Regions from separate parts of the Gossypium hirsutum genome. Here region 1 is linked to region 2. A link is a contact called in public Hi-C data. All regions are on one chromosome and are shown on one strand. The core of a region is the stretch at or near the end of the contact, and the rest is flanking DNA. Distances in the headings are between cores, read along the strand shown.

Evidence for each region. A called contact is a pair of places that touch in the nucleus more often than the background predicts.
Region 1: a Hi-C map of leaf shows a contact between it and region 2, with 4 times the contacts expected there. The contact joins the promoter of LOC107955680 here to the promoter of LOC107952821 in region 2. A contact is called at or near these places in 3 of 34 Hi-C or Micro-C datasets (all in leaf).

The regions. Positions count from the first base shown.
Region 1 is chrA07:82,544,091-82,548,432 of Gossypium_hirsutum_v2.1, forward strand. LOC107955680 (olee1-like protein) reads right to left here and starts at 1,732. Exons shown (of 2, transcript XM_016891486.2): 1 at 1,326-1,732; 2 at 540-1,239. The coding sequence starts at 1,494. The coding sequence ends at 728. It overlaps LOC107955679 (AUGMIN subunit 5), which reads right to left. Exons shown (of 11, transcript XM_016891485.2): 9 at 4,050-4,245; 10 at 3,548-3,680; 11 at 2,110-2,458. The coding sequence ends at 2,330.
Region 2 is chrA07:82,238,820-82,243,136 of Gossypium_hirsutum_v2.1, forward strand. It overlaps LOC107952821 (kanadaptin), which reads left to right and starts at 2,360. Exons shown (of 12, transcript XM_041116928.1): 1 at 2,360-2,920; 2 at 3,008-3,093; 3 at 3,914-3,985; 4 at 4,203-4,258. The coding sequence starts at 2,893. It overlaps LOC107952820 (a long non-coding RNA gene), which reads left to right. Exons shown (of 3, transcript XR_005930039.1): 3 at 1.

The DNA of each region.
Region 1 (4,342 bases), core at 482-2,981, 300 kb after region 2:
AAAGAGGAAATCAACTATCTATTTATACTAGTAACAGAATGATAAAACGATAAAAATAAATAAATAATTTTGTAAAAAAACCCATATATAATAATATTTCCAACAATATCTCATAATTGTTTTCTTCCGTTCATGGAACAACTTGAAGCAATGATTCCAAGGTTTCTATCCAAAAAATAATAATAGAGATATAGAGAAGTGTGGCATGCTTTATGATGAATTAAAATAAGGTATAGTATTTGTTTAATGGTTGATTGGAGTATAAACTAATCGCATGTTTGTTAGTTATAGATTAATTACACTTGGTAATTTTTATTCACTTTCTTTATGGCAAAGAGAGTGAAAACTTTTTGTTTGTTTTGAAGAGGCTTATTTTTATGAGTTTTTACCTATATTTCTAATTGCATGTTTAAATTTGAACTAAATATTCTTTATTTTATGTTCTATTTTAGAAAATATGTGGTAAATAATTTTTTTTGAACTATTTTTGATGTCTATTATTAATACATAAAATTCTGAAATATAAAACTCCCATTACATTATTCAGATCAAGATTCTCCATTGAATGCTTAGACCACATTAACTTCCAACTGGTAGATAAAGGGAATGGGAATAAAGTATTACATGAAAACTAGTGGAATAATATCATAGAGGAGTAGGACAGAAAGTAAAGAAGTGATTTAAATAGCCATTTATACCCATTAATTAATATCAGAGAATTAGTTGTCTAATTCCTTCCAGGAATGGGAGGAAAAGGGAGCCCTGGAAGGGGTGGCAGAGGGGGGAGTTGAGGTAATGGTGGGAGATTGGGAAGCAGTGGGCTTGGCCGTCGTGTTGCAGGGTCTTCAAGTGGAGGTGGAAATATGGGATAGTTTGGTTGCTCAAAGTCCAAGGTGTGTGGGGTGTTGTATTCCTTAGAGTCTGCAACAACACTTGGTTTTCGGTTGCATAGATTTGGCAGTTTCAATGGCTTGAAACTCAGAAACCCAGCTGAGAAAACCTTAGTTCCTTGCTTTGTTGACTTGAGATGGAGTGATGATGATGTTGAAGATGAGGCCACTGCACAGTATGGCTCACTGCTTCTCACAAGTTTCACTGAACATCCCTTGATTTTCTTCACATGTTTGGTAACTGAGAATGGCAAACGAACTTTGAATTCTCCCTGCTCGTTGGTTTTCACAACTTGTCGAAAACTCGGCCTCGATTCCCCATCTTTACATTCCACTGCAACTGATGCACCTGCAGAAACAAAATTTCAACCAAGGAAGCATATTAAAATGTTAGCCTATAACAGATGAAAATCACTAGTAGTGAAAACAGCAGACCTGAAATAAAGTGATGGGCCTTTGAGAAATCTTGTTGGAAACAAATGTCACAGTATACAGTTCCAGAAACAACAGCAGAACGTAGCTTATGTCCATGGCCAGCCTCTGAGAGATTATTGATTGTTAAACTAAGCAGCAGCAGTACTAGGGAAAACCAACTCATTTTCATCCTTCTAATCTCTTCAAATACCTCTTTTTTTGGGGTTCTGATTTAATGCCCTGAACTTTGATAACTTTTATAGTGTAGCCTATCAACCTTCTTAATATCGTTCATGCAAAAACCAGTGAACTGTAAAGTGGAAGCAATGCATTCAGGTTTAATTTCTTCCACCTCCAAAACAGCTCAAAAGGAATGAATGTATGATTTAGAAACTAGTAAAACTTTGATGGCTGGGAATTATAGTTACAGTTTATTGAATTGGTTCCTTTGAATTTGATGATATAAATTCAACAGTTTGGGATAGTTGGACTGGTTCCTGCTTGTTCACGAGCTGCTTACAGCAGCCATAGATATCATGTGCCAATGCCATGAATAATATGAGCTCAGTATTCATGGAATCACATTTCAACCTACTTTTTGCAATTAGGAGACAACAAATCGAATATTTATATTTTTTAAATATTTGAACCGGAATTTGCTTAATCGAATATTATCCAAACCAAAATCAAAATAACTTTAGATATGGAATATCCCAGTGCTTGTATCTTTCAAAAGAAAATCAAAATAATCTACTCAAAATCAAAGAAAAAGATAACCAAAATTAAAATGAAAACTTCTGAATCATAGGTGAAAAGCAAGCTATATTCTAAGCAGAAGATCATTTCACAAATTGGCAAAAATCTCTTTACAACACAAAGAAAGGTAGCTTAAGTTTTTACAGCCATTTCTTCTGGGAAATTCAAACCATACTACTACATTCAAATACAGGGCTTTAGTGTAAAAAAAAAAAAAAAGTGATACCCAACCATCGAACAAAGGAGAATGAATAATAAACAATAACAGTTCACAAAACTTCCTTATCATAAAATGCAAGAAGTTGCTTCACGTGAGAATGCCAGGCTCCAACATTTTGTCTGTCAACTGTGACCCAATCTACAACAGTTGATGCCGGTTGCTCCCACCACTCGTCCAGCTGTACTCACGATGTTCAATCCCAAGGCAAATATAATAAGATGTTGATGTTTCAATAGTCTTAAACTATGTTATATCTAGACTCAAAGATGAGTACCGGATACAAGTATGTGTACAACATATGTTCAATTTTTTTTCCTAAATTTGTTCAATTTTTTTTCCTAAATTTTTCATATATATGGAAGATCATACTCCTATACCCATATCCAGGTCTGTGTCGGACACATGTTTAACACTGGTACTTTAAGCGAAATAGTGGGTTCAAATAACAGACCTTATATATTGACATAAACAAGTTTAATCCCCAACTAGAGATAGCGATATGATGGGGTGGTGTTTTGCTAACCCCTACTCTGGCCATATTTTTATACCTCCCGTCTCCAAACTGATCTTATTAAAAAATTTAATACCCAAGTTTAGGGTTTAGGGTCCCAAACCCAATCCCAAAATACTAAAAATTCCCCTACTCTCAAACCCGACCAAACCCGAAGTATTAAATAATTTTTTATATTATATTACTTTTGCAAGATTAAATAAAATACATATTCTACAATCTTATAAAAATAAAAAATATCTACCTAAAATAAAAAATTAAAAAAGAATTAAAATTCATAAAATCTTATTTCAGTTTAAAAAATCTAACTAAAATATATAAAATTAATTAAAATAAAAAAAGGGTATTTTGGTATCCCACCCAGCCCCAAACCCGATTTTTCAAGAAAAAAGCCCCTATCAGGTCAAATCAGTCAAAACCCGTCAGGTTCGAGTTAATTTGCCATCCCTATCCCCAAACCCCTTTCCCATTCTCACTTCTCTTATCACCAGAAATAAATAAACAAACAAATAGGTCATAGTTGCACCCAGAAACATAGTCTGCAATCAAACAACCAGTCTATCTCAGCAACCAACCTCACTCCAACTCACAGCTCCAGCTCGCACTCTTGCTTACAGAAAAACCAATCATTTCTTTCTTTTACAAGACTAATATTCGAATGGGTTGAATATAAAACAGAAGAAAACAGTGGAATATGCATACACGTAGCAAGAGATCTAATGATATGACCAGCAAAACGATAACACCGTTACTTACCAAACCCCTGACATATTTGCAGTCCTCCAAGCACTTCTGAGCATTCAAATTTGCAGTTTTAAGTTCAGGTAGCCATTTCTCGGTGATAATCTTATCTTGCTCAGCTGCCAAATTCAAACAATAATTTGTTGTCCTGCATCATTTGGCAAGAAAAACCATATCATAATTAATCAAAACGACAAAATGACTAAAATGTAACACAAATTATAATGTAATATGAAAGTAAACCCATATAGTTTGGTACATTTAACCCAAAATTGGATTTTCATTTTTAATTATTTAAAAGTAATTTTTTCTTTTGTATCCAAGTCCACTTTTGTTTTTTTCTTTGAAAAGCAAATGCAACTATAAAAGCAACCATATGATTCCGAAGAAAGAATAGGCAACTCGATTCTAGATGAAGCACTATCTGCTTATACAAATGATCAGAGGGAAAAAAAGATAAACAGATTGCTTTTATATAATTGTAACTTCCAAGTAGGCAGAAACAGTAATTCATTACCTTGCATATTCTTGTTGAGCACGGTAAGCATGGTTCAATAGTGCATGACCACTTTCAACAAGATCCTGTCGAATATGGACCAAATTTATTGCCTTTGCCAATTCCTCCAGGACACTAGCCTCAGAACCACGAAGCTTCAAACAGAACTCCAGAGACTCTAACACTGATGCCAAACCAGCATCCGAACCCTCCAAACCTAACCATAAAATGTCATTAGATTGAAAACAATTCTTACTGAAAGAAAGAAATTTAAAAGGCTTAAGATCATTCAAAACATCCTCAACCAAGCAAGG
Region 2 (4,317 bases), core at 1,110-3,609:
ACATAATTTTTTAATATTTTGGGGGCTAAAGTGCAATTTTACCATAGATCAATTTGTAATTTTATTCTTTTTAAAGGGGCTGAATTGAAAATTTTTCATTTCAAGGACTATGAGTTTTGATTTTTTATTTCACATATGAAAAGAACTAATGTTTATAAAATTTAGTAATTTTTATGTAAAATTTAAAGGTTTTTATTTCACCAAAAGATTGATATAAATTATTAATTTATTAAAGAGTATACCTTATAATTAATTGTTGTTATTATGTTATTATAAAGGATAAAATAAAATATAAAAAGTATGTTTTCTATTAAAATTGACTATTAAAATAAAATGTTATTAGAGGATTATCATATCGTATGTTAAATTCATTTATTGTGACCTAAGAGAACATGTGAGAGGCTAGATTGAATCAAATATATTAGGCATTGAAATATTCTTAATAATAATTTTATATTAAAATTATTATAAAATATTATTAATAATTATACTAAGAATGTTATTAAATTATATATTATTTTATTAAATTATATTTAATAATAATTATGTTAAAATATGATTAAATTATTTATTTTTATTTTTATTAAAATTTAATAACAATAATCATTTACCTACAAAAATTCTGTTAAGGGTACTTTGGTCATTTAAGCCTTTTTCCTTATACTATTACAACATCTATTCCATTCAACCAAACACAAGAATTCTATTACAGCTCTATTCCATTCCATTCAACTAAACAGTTGAATTACTGATTACAGCTCTATTCCATTACAGCTCTATTAAATTACAACCCTATTCTATTACAGTGAACCAAACGTATCTTAGGGTTTAAGAGGAAGTAAAAGTTTGGGAGATTTGGGGAAAGTAAAATTTGTTAGGGGAAAGTAAAAGTTTTGAAGGAAAAATAAAGGGAAAAAGTTCTTGGGATTTGAAGGGAAGTAAATTTTTTTTTGAGGAAACTAAAAGGGTTTGCGGGGGGACTTGATTCGAACTCAAAAATAATAAAAATTTAAATTGATTCGATTAACTCGATTAATTTGATTTGAATAGTTCGAAATTTAATTTTTTTTTAAATTTTTTCGAGTTGAATCAAAATTTACTCACCCCTAATTGAATATGTAAAATGAGATAAATATAATTAATATAGATTTATATAATGTGTTTGAGATTGAACTTAATGATTATAATTTCAACTAATGAAATTAAAAAGTTTATACTAATCAATTGAGTCTCAACTCGATTGATATTGACATTGTTACTAGTGTAGGAGGACATGAGTCCGAGTGTGTTGAAGCGCATTATCTTCCTATTTAAGGGTTAGGATGGGAGGGGCTATAAATAATTTTAAGCATTGTATCAAAATAAAATATTATAAGAAACTATAATTTTCGTCACAAAAACAAAACACATTTTATTGTTGAACAAATAGTTGCAGTCCTATCTAAAATAGTTGCATAAAACATATATACTGAACTCATGTATTTATTTAATATTTGCATATATACATTTGGTAGCAAGTTTCTAATCATATATGCAAGTCTATTTTTATGTTTAATTATTGTTTTCCATTATTTCAATAATATTATATACTATTTTATATTTTTATTTTTAATAATTGAAGGAGGGAATAGATATATCTCAACATATTATTCTTATCAAAAGGTAAATTTATATTTTGTAATTTTTATTTTTGCATAATAAATATATATTTCAATATTATGCAAATTTTAATAAAAACTACTTTCTTTTCAATAAAATTAATTAACTATTTTAAAAATATATATCAATAAATAATTTCTCAATTATATTTTCCAATAAATGAGAATACCAATTTCTTACCCACGAAATTTCTCCATGCGTTACACAAGTAAACAATTAGTATAATTATATTATCGAAATCAACTCTCATTTAATTAAAATAATTATTTTACACGTAATTATAAATTCTTCCCTATAAAATTAAAATAATTTAATCTCTATCAATTTTGGAGGTGAGTAATTAAAAATAAGTAATCACTATATTAATATTTTCTATTAATTATACATAATTTTAGTTGATATAATAATAAACTTAATTCATAAAATTTATACATATTATTAATTTAGTTTTATTTTAACAAATTTATCTTACAATAATTAAGGTTAAAATGACAAAATATATAAATATTAAAATTTAAATTTATTTTTATATTAATTAAAATTATGTATAATTAATAAAATATATTAATATTATAATTAATTATTTTTAATTTCTCACTTTTCAACTATAATTAAAATGCGCCAATTTTTGTAGGGGACCAAAAGGACTAGAGGGGTCTTGTTACAAAAAAACAATATCCAGGTCCACCGAAACCGACCCGGTCAGTTATCGTCCTTAATCCTTTGACCCGTAACCCATTTTTAGATCCGCTTAACGTTGCTTGTTGTGCCGCGTCAAGCTTCAAAATTCTGCAACACCTCCCTCCCTCCCTCCCTCCCTCTCTCTCTCTCTCTCTGCAACCATGACTGCCACGATGGGTCCACCGCCTCCCAGGAACCCTAAACCCTCGACCGAACAGGAGTCGATAGCCCAAGAACAATCCGAACCCATAACAGCCAAAACCACGATGGGTCCTCCGCCACCTCTTCCCATAAACCCTAACCCCTCGACCGAACCCGAGTCGATAGCCCAAGAGGAATCCGAACCCATAACAGCCAAAACCACGATGGGTCCTCCGCCACCTCTTCCCATAAACCCTAACCTGCAAAATCCCCTAGACGAAGAAAAACCATCAAAGTCAGAACCAAATTCAACTGAAAAGCCCTTAAATCCAAAGCAATCTTCTGTGCCTTACACAATCCCTCCGTGGAGTGGACCTCCTTGTCACCATTTCTTCCTCGAGGTGCTTAAAGATGGCTGCATCCTCGACCGATTTAAAGTGTAATTGTTTTTACCCTTTTAAGGCTTCTTTTCTTTTTGTTTTTCTTTTTTGGGAATGTTGACAAATTGTGAAATTTGTTTGTATAGGTTTGAGAAGGGAGCTTATATGTTTGGGCGTATTGATCTATGTGATTTTGTGCTTGAGCATCCCACTATTTCGCGGTTTCATGCTGGTAAATCTCTTTTATTTGACAATGTAAACATTTAGTGTCCATGAAGCGAGGAATTCAAATAGCTTAAATTTGGTTGGTGAAGTCGGAAATGTTTGCAGAATAAAATGACTACGAGAGGTTATTTTGTTTGGATTCTAAATGAAGTAGATTCAATTAGCTAGTAAGAAGTTTTATTGTTGTAAACGGAAAATGAGTAGATACCCAAGAAAAGAAGCGAAGGGTTTTCGTTATTAGATTAATTCTCTTTGTTTTGATTATATCATTTAGGTTATGGTTATGTGGAATAACATATTTCAAATTCATTATGGAGGCTATCAACTTTTTCAAAATTTAATATTTTTCATTGGCCAAGAAAGATGTTATCTTGCAGTTTCTCTGAGTTGTTGAAGTCTTCTGGCTGCTGTTTGTAGTTTCTACTTTGTAATAAAACCGTATTCAATTGACTCACATGAATAGCATCTCTGGGTTGTTAATTTGTTATATTCTTGTGAAATGATTAATCCTAATTCTCCGAAATGGCTAACTCTATACCCTCTAGAAGCTTTCTTTGTAATGGGGGCTATGATTGGAGCATTTTCTAATTTCCAATTTACACGTTTGTACAAGAACTGCTCATGACCACCCCACCTGTGACTTATTCTTATAAATCCTTTTTCTCTTCTTTATCCTTGTAATGCTAGCTGTTTCTCTTTTTTTGGTTTTATGCACAAATATTAAATATAAGGATGCTAGGAATAATTACAAAGATAGTCATAGGAATGTGCTAATGCTTTTTTTTCTTTTTATTTTTAATTATTGTTTCTCTTTACTAGTGCTTCAGTTTAGGAGCAGTGGCGAGGCCTATCTTTATGATCTTGGCAGTACACATGGCACTTTTATCAATAAAAGTCAGGTATTGCTGTCCAACTGTATTCTGTTTATTTATTGAGTTGCAGTTTACCGTGCTAAAGTGTTTCAGTTTTTTCTGTTTGGGTTTCTGGTGAGATGTTTGGATGGTCAACTTCCTGCTTCTTAGTAGAAACTTTGTGGAAAAGTTAATGAACTTGCTGCTAGATTATAGTTTATTGTGCTTGTGATATCATGCTGAGCTTCTTTTCCAAATTACTTAGGTGACCAAAAAGACTTATGTGGACTTATGTGTGGGTGATGTCATTCGGTTTGGCCAGTAAGTAGACTTTTGCTTGCCTGTTTTTGTTTCCTCATAATTTATTTGTCCATCTTCCT